Regions from separate parts of the Rattus norvegicus genome. Here region 1 is linked to region 2. A link is a contact called in public Hi-C data. All regions are on one chromosome and are shown on one strand. Each heading gives the region's core, a stretch centred on a gene start, on an enhancer-like site or on the middle of the called end of the contact. The rest is flanking DNA. Distances are from core to core; before and after follow the strand shown. Region 1 has its middle 6.7 kb from the start of Cebpb. Region 2 holds the start of Snai1 (snail family transcriptional repressor 1).

The links. A called contact is a pair of places that touch in the nucleus more often than the background predicts.
Region 1: a contact with region 2 is called in a Hi-C map of hepatocytes, with 2.8 times the contacts expected there. The contact joins the enhancer-like site here to the promoter of Snai1 in region 2. A contact is called at or near these places in 9 of 12 Hi-C or Micro-C datasets (the A7r5 cell line, the Rat2 cell line, Schwann cells and 5 more).

What each region holds. Positions count from the first base shown.
Region 1 is chr3:176,807,233-176,813,294 of GRCr8, forward strand. No RefSeq gene overlaps it. Among named protein-coding and RNA genes, the nearest start is that of Cebpb, 6.7 kb to the right of the region's middle. Within about 2 kb of position 1,714, at least 7 of the 93 cell types and tissues checked have an H3K27ac peak or open chromatin away from gene starts, as enhancers often do. A contact at or near this core is called in hepatocytes and liver, where this site is marked.
Region 2 is chr3:176,664,549-176,669,836 of GRCr8, forward strand. It overlaps Snai1 (snail family transcriptional repressor 1), which reads left to right and starts at 2,928. Exons shown (of 3, transcript NM_053805.1): 1 at 2,928-3,089; 2 at 3,369-3,896. The coding sequence starts at 3,008.

The sequences.
Region 1 (6,062 bases), core at 464-2,963, 140 kb after region 2:
TTTTAACAGCTCAGAAAGGATAACAAGGCCTGCGTTGTATCAAATTAAGCATCAGATGGTAATAACGGAGCAACTATGTATCTTCTCTCTAAATCTTAAATTGTTTGTTTCATAATCAAAACACTTAAAGAGTGGGCGGACCAGAGGTAGAGCCCTCACCTATGCCGCACAAAGCCTTGGGTCCATTCCCAGCCTCACGAACTGGATCTGTTGATACCCACCTCCACCATGGAGGCAGAGGCAGGAGGACCGGAAGTTCATAGTCATCTTCGGCTACACAAGACCTTGTGGCCAGGCCTATAATCCCAGCTATAGGGTAGGCTGAGGTAGGAAGAATGGAAGTTCAAGGACAGCTTTGGCAGTCAGAGGGCTGGAGGGTTGACTCAGCAATGAAGAGCTCTTGTTTTTGCAGAGGATCCTAGTTCGATTCTTGGTGCTTACATGTTGGTTCACAACCATCCAAAACTCCGGGTCTAGGGGACACAACACCCTCTTTGGAAGTTTTTAGGCTCCAGGTATGTAGGTGATATACATAAACGCAGCAAACACACCCCATGATACAATAAATAAATCTAAAAATAGTGGTTGGGGATTTAGCTCAGTGATAGAGCACTTGCCTAGCAAGCGCAAGGCCCTGGGTTCGGTTCCCAGCTCCGAAAAAAAAAAACAAAAGAAAAAAGAAAAAAAATCTAAAAATAAAAACTTAAAGAAAAACGTTGGGGCTGAGCAAGATGGTTCAGTGGGTCAAGAGGCATTTGTTGCTAAACTTGAAGACCTACATTCAATCTCCAAGATCCCCATGGTGACAAGAGAACTGATTCTTAACTGGTTGTCCCCTGACCTTCACACGCCCCCTTGTGGCATGACTGCACCCTCCACACAAATAAATAAATGCAACTTTTATTTTAAGTTCCATTTTCAGCACCAAAACCCAAGCTATCACTGGGGTGGGTGGGAGGTAACAGCGGGTCTCTACACAGAAAGCCACCCCACTGTAGGATACCTGCCCACGCAGATGTTGTGCACACAGAAGTCAAGCAGGGTAGACGCTGGCTCTCCGGGAGGCAGAGCAGAGTAGGTTGTCTGGCCTGGTTCACTCAGGGTCATCTTCTGGTTAGCGATCTGATGTCAGGCGACATTGGGCGGAAGCGCCCTCTGGCGGTGGCTCTGCGCACCTCACCTGCAGGTGTATCCAGAGAGAGCTTTGGCCCATAGGGCGGGCGTGCGTGCGTGCGTGCGTGCGTGCGTGCGTGTGTGTGTGTGTGTGTGTGTGTGTGTGTGTGTTTCTGACATGGGGCCCTCAAACCACTGCTTCTGAGCCCACTGTACGCCCTTGGAATAGTGACTTAGACAATGTATAGAAGGGGTGTGTGGTTTGCCTTGGCCCAAACAGAGCAGGAAGGGGTTACAGAGGCGGGAACAGAATGGACAAAGGTTAGTGGCAGGCTTTCTGTTGTCGTCTGTATTTGAATCCTGCAGAGGCTGGGGCGTTGAAGGCTTAGATGCGCATTGGGTTGAGGGTGTGGGTTGGGGCAGTGTTAATGAGCAGAGACTGAACATCACCTGAGGTTAACCCTGGGACCAGGCAAGTTCAGCTCTTCGGAGCTGGGGCTGTCACGGGAAATGGGAACTGAGGGCACGCCTTCTCCTCTCTCTGCATCTGCACTGCAGTCTTATGTACCTTTCCTCTGTATGGCTTTCTGCCACAATGCTTCAGCCTGGCTTCCGGCCCATGGCATCGGAGCGGCTGACCCGGGACAGGATCCTCTGAAACAGTGGGACAACATAGAAATCCTTTCTCCCGCTGGCTAATTTCATTTGTGTCTCTACGTATTTTAAAGACTTTTTTTAGATTTAGATTTTTTTTATGCTGTGTGCCAGCATGTATGTCCGACCACCATGTGCACGCAGTGCTTGCAGAGGCCGCAAGAGGGCGTCAGATCACCTGAAACTCACTGGAGTTACAGACGGCTGTGAGCTGTCAAGTTGGTGCTGGGAGCTGAGCCAGCCCGCAAAAGAGCAGCCAGGGCTCTTACCCCTGAGCGCATGTAAATGTTTGGGGCTTTTCTTCGCCCGCTCTGCCTCTGAAATAATGACATAGAGAGCTGGTACACCTATTAAAAAGCCTCTTGTGTTATAGCAGGGTTCTCATCTGTTCTAACCTGGCCATAGTGGTCTGGTTGTTTCCCAGTCACATGGCATTACCTGCTATCTTAGTCTTGCTCTGGCTGCTCTTGTTCCACGCACCCTCTCCTGGTGACCCTCCTGGTGAGTTCTCATGGCCCTTGCCCCTCTCTCTGGTCCCCCACTGGAATCAGAAGTCCCGCCTTCTCCTTCCCAGCCCAGCTATTGGCTGATCAGCTCTGTATTAGCCAATCAGAGCTGAAGGAGAACTATTTACATAACATCGCGAGAGAGGAGATGCTTGACAATGCCAATGTCTGGACTGTAACTCCAGCCCCCTTTGTGTCTAAATTATTGACTCTCAGGTAGCACAGGTTGGCCTCAAACTCTCTCTATAGCCCAGGACAGCCTCAGAACTCCTGGTCCTCCCATCTTTGTCCCCTACGTGCCACCTCAGAAGCCAGCTCTTTCCTTCCACATGCGGTTCAGGGATTGAACGGTGGCCCCCGGGCTACTGTAACTTTCACCTGCTGAGTCACATGACCACCACCCTCTATTGCATTAGTCCATGTTTCCCTCAGGCATTTTGTCACACTGATGGGAGACTGACCTGAAGGTCTCGAGGGTGGAGGTCTTTTGCTGGACAAAGGCTGTATGTAACCTCTGTCCCGGAGCCACTATTGGATTTAAGCCTAGAAAGGTCTGGTAGCTTCCATTTCGACGATACTGGAGAAGCCCGTTGCCATGTCAGAAGCACATGCTGGGAGATGGGGAACACCGGTCACATGGGAGAGGATACCAGGAAAGCCAATGTGGACCATGTACTAAGGTCCCATGGAAACCACACAGGGAGGAAGCAGCTCTTGGGGACACGGTGGAATAGAGGGCTGCAGTCACAGACACACCGCTTATCCATCCATCAGCCCTGTGGGCCACCCTAGTGAGGGCTGAACTCAGGGACGAAGAAGCCACTTTGTGGGTGTCCCAGTGGGCACCTGGCCCCACTAACACCCACGTTCTGACCCCCTAGGAGCCTGGAAGGGTAAACTGGTGTGTTTTTTCTGATTATTCCCCAACCACTGAGACAGGCTTACTCTGTCATCTAGGTTGGTCCTGAACTCATTATGTAGCTGAAGCTGGTACCCTCTTCTCAGTCTGCTGAGCACTGGGTTTGAGCACTCAGGCAATGAGCTAGGATAAAATAGAGGCTCGGTGGGGTTTGGGGTGAACTGCTTGGCCCCCGTCTACATGGCTCCAACTTTCTTTCTTTCTCTCTTTCTTTCTTTCTTTCTTTCTTTCTTTCTTTCTTTCTTTCTTTTCGGGAGCTGAGGACCAAACCCAGGGCCTTGCGCTTTCTACCACTGAGCTAAATCCCCAACCCCTGGTTCCAACTTTCTTATGCCTTCCATTTTGAGCAGGAGCTTCCACCCTCTCCCAAAACTATAGCAGGTTCCCACCTCAAAGTTTTTTCTTCAGTTAACATGAGATCATAGAGGGGGCAGGGCAGAGGGTAGTGAAGTGTGATGGTTTGTATATGCTTGGCCCAGGGAGTGGCGCTATTAGAAGGGGTAGTCCTGTTGGAGTAGGTGTGTCACTGTGGGTGTGAGCTATAAGACCCTCATCCTAGCTGCCTGGAAGCCAGTCTTCTGCTAGCAGCCTTTAGATGAAGATGTAGAACTCTCAGCTCCTCCTGCACCATGCCTGCCTGGACGTTGCCATGCTCCCGCCTTGATGATAATGGACTGAACCTCTGAACCTGTGAGCCTGCCCCAGTTAAATGTTGTCCTTTATAAGACTTGCCTTGGTCATGGTGTCTGTTCACAGCAGTAGAACGCTAACTAAGACATCAAGAGCACTGGCTGCTTTTCCAGAGGACCTAGGTTCGATTCCTAGCTCCCATATGGGGGCTCACAACCGTCTGTAACTCTAGCTGTAGGGAATTTGACCCCTTCTTTTGGCCTCTGCAGACACCAGGCACACAGACATGCAGGCAAAACACCACATGTAACACAACAACAACAACAAAACCACCAACCAGTAGATGGTAGAGATAATTCTAGACCATTGTTACTCAGTACAGTGGTCACCAGCCACAGGTGAGAACTTAAATATTAAAATTCAAGGGTTTGGGGATTTAGCTCAGTGGTAGAGCACTTGCCTAGCAAGCGCAAGGCCCTGGGTTCGGTCCCCAGCTCCGGAAAAAAGAAAAGAAAAAAAAAATTCAAGCCAGGTGTGGTGGGTCAAACTTGCATCCCAGTGGAGCAACAGGGGTCAAGGTTGGCCTGGGCCACATGAGACTGTCTCAAAAACAAAGAGGAATGCAGTAAAAATGTTTTCGGTGGCACCAGCCAGGTCCCAGGTGCTTGGGAACCACACGCAGCTGCTGTGACACACAGGGAGAGGCTGTTCCAGGCATACCAGAAAGTTCTGTTGTGCCGCGCTGCCTCATTCCTCCCCCACAAAGCCACCTCATCCTTTTACATTCTCCGCAGAGACAACGCCCCTGTGACGTCACCAGCGCTGGTGCAGATCCACCTGTCTCTGAGCCTTTGTAAATGAACTGGTATTTCTAGGCCAGAGATAGCAAAGGATTTTGATTTATTTTTTGAGTCAGGGTTTCACTATTGTAGCCCAGGCTGGTCTTGAACTCAGAGAGTGCTGGTATTCAAGATGTGCGCCACCATGTACTGAAACCTGGAATGCATCCTTCTGTGATCATTTCCTGGGTGTAGGACCACAGGCCCGCGTCACCGTGCCCAGTGCTTGTGGAGTTACCTCACGGAGTCATTTCTCTTTCACACTTTGTAAAGAGGCTGCAAACTTGCTATGGCGTAGGCACCAATCATGCTCCGGTGAGTGCCTTAGAAGAAAAGAGCTGCATCTGACAGGGATGCTGGCACAGGAAGATGTGGACAATATGCGGGAGATGTGGAGCCCAGATCTCAGAAGACCTTGGAGGGAGGTGAGGCAGGCTGGGCTCTGTGACAAGATGGCTTCCTCATGGAATGTTGTGTTTGTGCACTACTGAATCCAGTGGAGGGATGCATTCTCTCTCTGTTTCTGTCTGTCTTTCTCTCTCTCCCCATCTTTCTCTCCCTCTCCTCCGTCTCTGTGTGTCTTTTTCCTCCCTCTCTCCCTGTCACGCGCGCGTGCGCGCGCGCGCACACACACACACACACGTCTTTTGACGATAGTCTCACTATGTAGTTAAGGCTGGCCTTGAAAAACCCAATCCCCCTGTCTCAACCATGAATACTCACTGAGAGGAACAAGAATATCCAAGCAACAGAGAAAGCATCTCGACCTTTGTGTAGTCATTCATCAAACCTTTTCTGGCCATGGATTCAGACCCTAGAGACAGAGCAGGCCACTGAGGTCACTGTATCAGGGTATTGTGATGGTCTTTCCTCCAGTAGAGTCCTGAGCATGACCAAATCCCACCATGTCCTCCCTCATTTCCTGACTCATGGGTGTCTCTCCCTCACTGGCCTGTACCACAGACCATACCCCACAGGGAGCCACAAGGGTCCCTTAGAGGTCCTGTCCTGTCTCCTGTCCCTTGGAACAACCAGTTAGTTACGTTGTGTCCTCGATGATCAGCAAGGCTGTTTGCAATATGGCCTCCAATACCACGCTGCAGAGGTGCAGCCTTTGCCTGGTCTCACTGCCTGGTACAGACGCTCTCCCCACTCCCAAACGCTGGACATTTTATCCCTGGCACTGAGCCTCATCCCTGCAGTGTCTTCCCTGCATCCAGTGTCTCCAGCATCTGAACCAGTTAAAAAGTGTTTGATGAGTGACTACACGAAGGCTGAGAGCCTCTCCCCATCCCTTGGACAGCAATACTTCTCCTTGGGGCATGCTCCCGTCCTTCGAGTGCCGAGTGTGATACCCACAGCGCCTGGTTCTCCACAGTTGGTCTCCATTCAAAAGATACG
Region 2 (5,288 bases), core at 1,678-4,177:
GAACAGTAGCCCTTACAGAGGATCCGAGTTTGTTTCCCAGCAGCCACAATGTGGCCCACAACCTCAAATGCCAGGGGAGTCTGGTCTCTGAGGGCATCTGCTCATGTGGTGTGCACTCCCACAGGTGCATACACATTAATAGAATCATAAGAAACAGGGCTGGGCAGTGCCTGCACACACCTTTAATCCCGGCTCTGGGGAGGCAGAGGCAATTGTCTGTGAGTGTGAGACCAGCCTTGTTTACAGAGTGAGTCCCAGGACAGCCAGGGCTACAAAGTGATACTATGTCTCAAAAACAACAATAAATAAGGAAATACAGTCTTAGAAAAAAAAAAAAAAAAGAGGGGTTGGGGATTTAGCTCAGTGGTAGAGCGCTTGCCTAGCAAGCACAAGGCCCTGGGTTTGGTCCCCAGCTCCGAAAAAAGAACCAAAACAGAAAGAGAGAGAGAGAGAGAGAGAGAGAGAGAGAGAGAGAGAGAGAGAGAGGGAGGGAGGGAGAGAGAGAGAGAGAGAGAAAGATTCTGCATTAAGCACCCTTCCACTTTCATTCCGGAAGTGCAGGGAGCATCCCTGAATTCTATTCCACTCACTCTGCCTGCCTCTGACCAGCTACAGGTAACCGCACACCTGTTTCTGGCTTTTGCTCGTCACTATGGGCTGGGAGTCATTCCGTGGTTGCATAGAACTGTACATGCAGCCTTCCTGCCTTCCTTTTCCTGACAGACTCTCACTCTTCAGCCAAGACTAGCCTCGAAACTCCAAGCTTCCTGTCTCTGCCTCCAAAGTAGAAGGAACACAGATGTGTCTCCCCCACCCCACCCAATCTGGCCGTAGTTATTTTTTTGTTGCTGTATGGTCTTCCACTGTGGGTATGTAGTCTGGTTAGTTCATGTCTACAGTTGAGCGATATCTGAGGGTTTGGTTTTGTTGGGGGTTTCTGGTCTTTTTTCACACTCTCTCTTCCATTTTCCTTTTGATATTAAGAACCCAGGTGCCAGCTAGGCAATGGTGGCACACACCTTTAATCCCAGCACTTGGGAGGTAGAGCCAGGTGGATCTCTGAGTTCAAGGGCAGCCTGGTCCACGGAAAAACCCTGTGGGGGGTGGGGCTGGAGGTGGGGTACAGGTGTCAGGGCTGTCGTGTTGTTTGGTCTGGGTTTGAGGCTGGCTATGGGTTCTTAGCTTTGGTTACTTTTTAGAGGCATCCAGTCCTTTTGACAGTTAAAATGCGAATGCCAACAGCCCCGCCCTTAGATAATCAAATCAGGATGTGTCTGCCTGTGAGGGCAGGGCGGGCTTAGGTGTTTTCAGACACTCTCTCGAGGAAAGCTTGGCTGAAAAACTCTGGGTGGCAGTCCGGCCTAGGAAGGCAGCTTCCTGGGTGTGGAGAGTCGCCTGTCACCTGTTAGGGGCTAAGTCACACCTTTTCTAAGCGGCGGTATGCCAGCATCCATCACTTGACCAAGTTTTACTTTGAAGGCTCTGACAGGTGTGAGGGCGTGAACGGGCCTCCCCTTGGGCTCCATTTACCTTTCTCTTTCCCTCCTTACTAAGGAGGCTCCGAGGAGGTTTGGGGGGCCGCGGGGGCGGGTTGCTCGCTGCAGAAACAAAGGATGAAAGGAAGTCTAGCCAGGTGTAGATCTGGGAGAGAAAACAGGTCAGGAGTCAGGCAGGTACCAAGGTCCTGTGGTAGGAAAGACTGTTCATTGAGCGTAGGGGGTGGAGAAAAGTCACCTGACCTGTCAGTTGGGACGAGGGTGGTGGTGGGACGCTGAGTGCTCTCCCTCTGGACTCAAGGGGAGATTCATGGATGAACTAAATCTGCGCAGAGGGCAGTGTTCTGCACCCTATTTGCCTATTGTCTGACCATCCTCCTACCAGTGCTGGGCGTCTGATTCTATTCACTGTCGTTACCTCCAGTGCCTCGAGACTCAGTGGTTCTTCTAGCGCGGGGCCCTAGAGGTTTCCATAGCCCCTCCACTTTACAGGTGTTTATAGCTCCATAATATGGGATGTGGACTTGTTTTCCCGGGCCACACTTCCTCCCAGGGACCCTTCCAACACGATTTTCAGGAAGTCAAGAGTCTCAGCCCTGGTCTTCGCTACCTCTGCCTCGCACCTGTCCTCAGTGGTATTTCACAACGCAACTCTAAACGCATCCATCCTCAGCTGAAAGTCCTTCCGTGACTCCCCAGTGCCCTTAAGGCAAAGTCCAAACTCCTCCAAAGACCCGAGGCCAGAAACCTCGAGGACCCCTCGAGGCCTGCCCACACCAACCTCATCCTGGGAACTGCTCTCAAAGGTTGGGCAGGCTGAAATTACTGACTCTAACCTCGGGCCTTTCCCCTCCGTGCTTCTTCACTTCCTCTGGGAAGTCATGGACACCCTCCCCTGTCAGGTGACCGTCCATTGACGGTCACAGCTGTCTCTCCCTACCTCCCTTCATCAAATCACCCCTCCCTTTAGCATTAAAATCCTCTGTTTACTCCGACTGTCTCCTCCATCCTTGGAAGCCATCCTTAGATAGGGTAGGGCATTGCTTGTTTTGTCCTGGGCTGTACTGACAGCTCTAGGAACTCCTAAGCACGTGCAGAGCCGCACTTTTCTTGCTCCCCCGTGCCCAAAGGTGAACAACTCAGGTATCTTGGGGGGCCCCCGCGCTCGGCGGGGGGCAAGTGCGGCCACCAGGGGTCGCCCGAGGCGCTGGGACACCGCACGGTCCGGCCCGAGAGGAGCCCAAGCCCAATCTCAGCGCCACGCGGCGGGAGCCCCTGCAGCCCAGGCGCACCTGCTCTGATCCCGGTCTCCGGCCCCGCCGCCGTCAGCTATTGGCGCAATCTTGACAAAGGGGCGTGATCGTAGCCGAGGCCACGCCCCCAGCTCTGGTACTTAAAGGAATTTGCTGGTCCGAGGGGATCGCAGTGCCGCGGCCGGGCCTCGCGAGCAGAGTTGTCTACCGACCTTGCGCGACCCGGTGACCCCGACTACCTAGGTCGCTCCGGCCACCATGCCGCGCTCCTTCCTGGTCAGGAAGCCGTCCGACCCCCGCCGGAAGCCCAACTATAGCGAGCTGCAGGACGCGTGTGTGGGTGCGTGGCGGGGTGCGGGACGCGGGCGGTTCGGGGATCTCAAGGGTGCGGCGGAGAGAATCGGGCTCTGCGGGCGCGACAGGTGGATCTGGAGCTCCAGGTCTTGGCAGTTGGGGTCCACCCAGGGCGTCTGTGACCCGGGACGGGGAGGCTCTGCGAGTGAAGACCCGAAGGCGGGCAGCCCTGCGGAGCCCGGGTGGGGGAGGGGCGGGCGGGGAGCCCCCCTATTTGGCGCCCCGAGAATCGGCTCAGCTGACTCCCTGCTGTCTCTTCCCGCAGAGTTCACCTTCCAGCAGCCCTACGACCAGGCCCACCTGCTGGCGGCCATCCCTCCGCCCGAGGTCCTCAACCCCGCCGCTTCGCTGCCCACCCTCATCTGGGACTCTCTCCTGGTGCCCCAAGTACAGCCGGTGGCCTGGGCCACCCTCCCGCTGCGGGAGAGCCCCAGGGCCGCAGAGCTGACTTCTCTGTCCGATGAGGACAGTGGCAAAAGCTCCCAGCCGCCCAGCCCGCCCTCGCCGGCGCCGTCGTCCTTCTCTTCCACCTCGGCCTCATCCCTGGAAGCCGAGGCCTTCATTGCCTTCCCGGGCTTGGGCCAACTTCCCAAGCAGCTGGCCAGGCTCTCGGTGGCCAAGGACCCCCAGTCCCGGAAGGCCTTCAACTGCAAATATTGTAATAAGGAGTACCTCAGCCTGGGCGCTCTGAAGATGCACATCCGAAGCCACACGCTGCCTTGCGTCTGCACGACCTGCGGAAAGGCCTTCTCCAGGCCCTGGCTGCTCCAGGGCCACGTCCGCACCCACACTGGTGAGTGTACATAGCTGAGTGCTGAGTCTTGTTTGGCCTCACTCAGACCCTGGGGGACTCAACACTTAACTCCCGTCGCTGCCAAGCAGTGGACAAAGTAGACGTTGGTTGGTTGTTCTCTGTCCAGTTCCTTGCTGTTCGGGAGGGCATTGTAGAAGCCAGACAGGATGTTGGTAGACAGGATATTCTCCACCTGGCCTTGAATCCTCGGTTGAGAACTTCCTCGGTCTCCCCATTTCTAAAATCAACCTAAGAACACTTTGTGGGGCTTTTGTACAGAGTGAAGTGCTGGGTACAGGTGCCGCTAAGAAATGACTTCCCAGGGACTGGGAGGGTGGCTCAGTGGTTAAGAACCCTGGTTTAATTCCCAGCACCACACGGTAGCTCACAACTGTCTGTAAGTCCAGTTAGAGGGGATATGACACCCTCATACAGATACACATACAGGCAAAACAGCAATCCACATAGAATAAGAGAATAGAATAAATGCATCATTTTAAAAAAATGAAATGACTTTGCTCTCCTCTCAGCCTTGGAACACTAAGCTTCTAGAAGTGTGAGGAAAAGGCTTCAGCCAGTCTTGGTGGAGATTCCTGTTGGGGCAGCTTTGGGGTGTGAGCTGGCCCGTTGGAGCTGTGCTTCCTGTGGCCAGCATTGGAGCAGTGAGGCCTCGGGCCAGGGGGTGGTATTTGCAGGTCTCATTGACACCTTTATTACATGAATAAGACTACTTACCCATTGCTCCTCCGGGCATAGATTGCCTCAGATTTAACCTATAAAAGTGTAACAGGCTGGGCTGGCCTTTCCTGCAGGGTTGCTAAGCTGTGGGGCTCTACTTTGGGAGAGCAGAAGCCCTCAGGGGTCCTAGGCTGCCTCCTATCCCCCCCAGGGACTGTGTTTTGATGTAAAGGCACGGCTCAGACAAAACCCTCCTTGAAATGCACCACCCTCTTCTCATGGGTTTCCATTGTGTGTCTTAATGGTGGCCCAGGGGGTGGGGGCCTGCAGGGTTAGAGCAGGTGCATGGGGCAGCGGTGCCCAGCACCTGTTCTGGCCGCAGCTGCTGGCTCATTGCGTGGCAGGCCCCTTTAATCCAAGGGGTATCACATGTACAGTGCCCCCCTCAGTGGCCTTTGTCCCAGCCGGCCTGGTGCCGATTTCACACTTGCCAGGAACACTGAGGCGTCTGGGGGTCGGGGATCTGTGAAGAGTGGGGGGGGGGGGGTTGCACTTCCTGTGCAAGCCCAGAGACTCCCGGCTCCATCTCACCACGTGTTATCTTGCACCTCCCTTTTGTTAAGATTTACTTCAGTTCACCCCTCCCTGCTAAACTGACAGGTAGTGCTTCAGCCCATCTTGGGAGAGGTCAAAACCCCTAGCTTGTAGGGACCT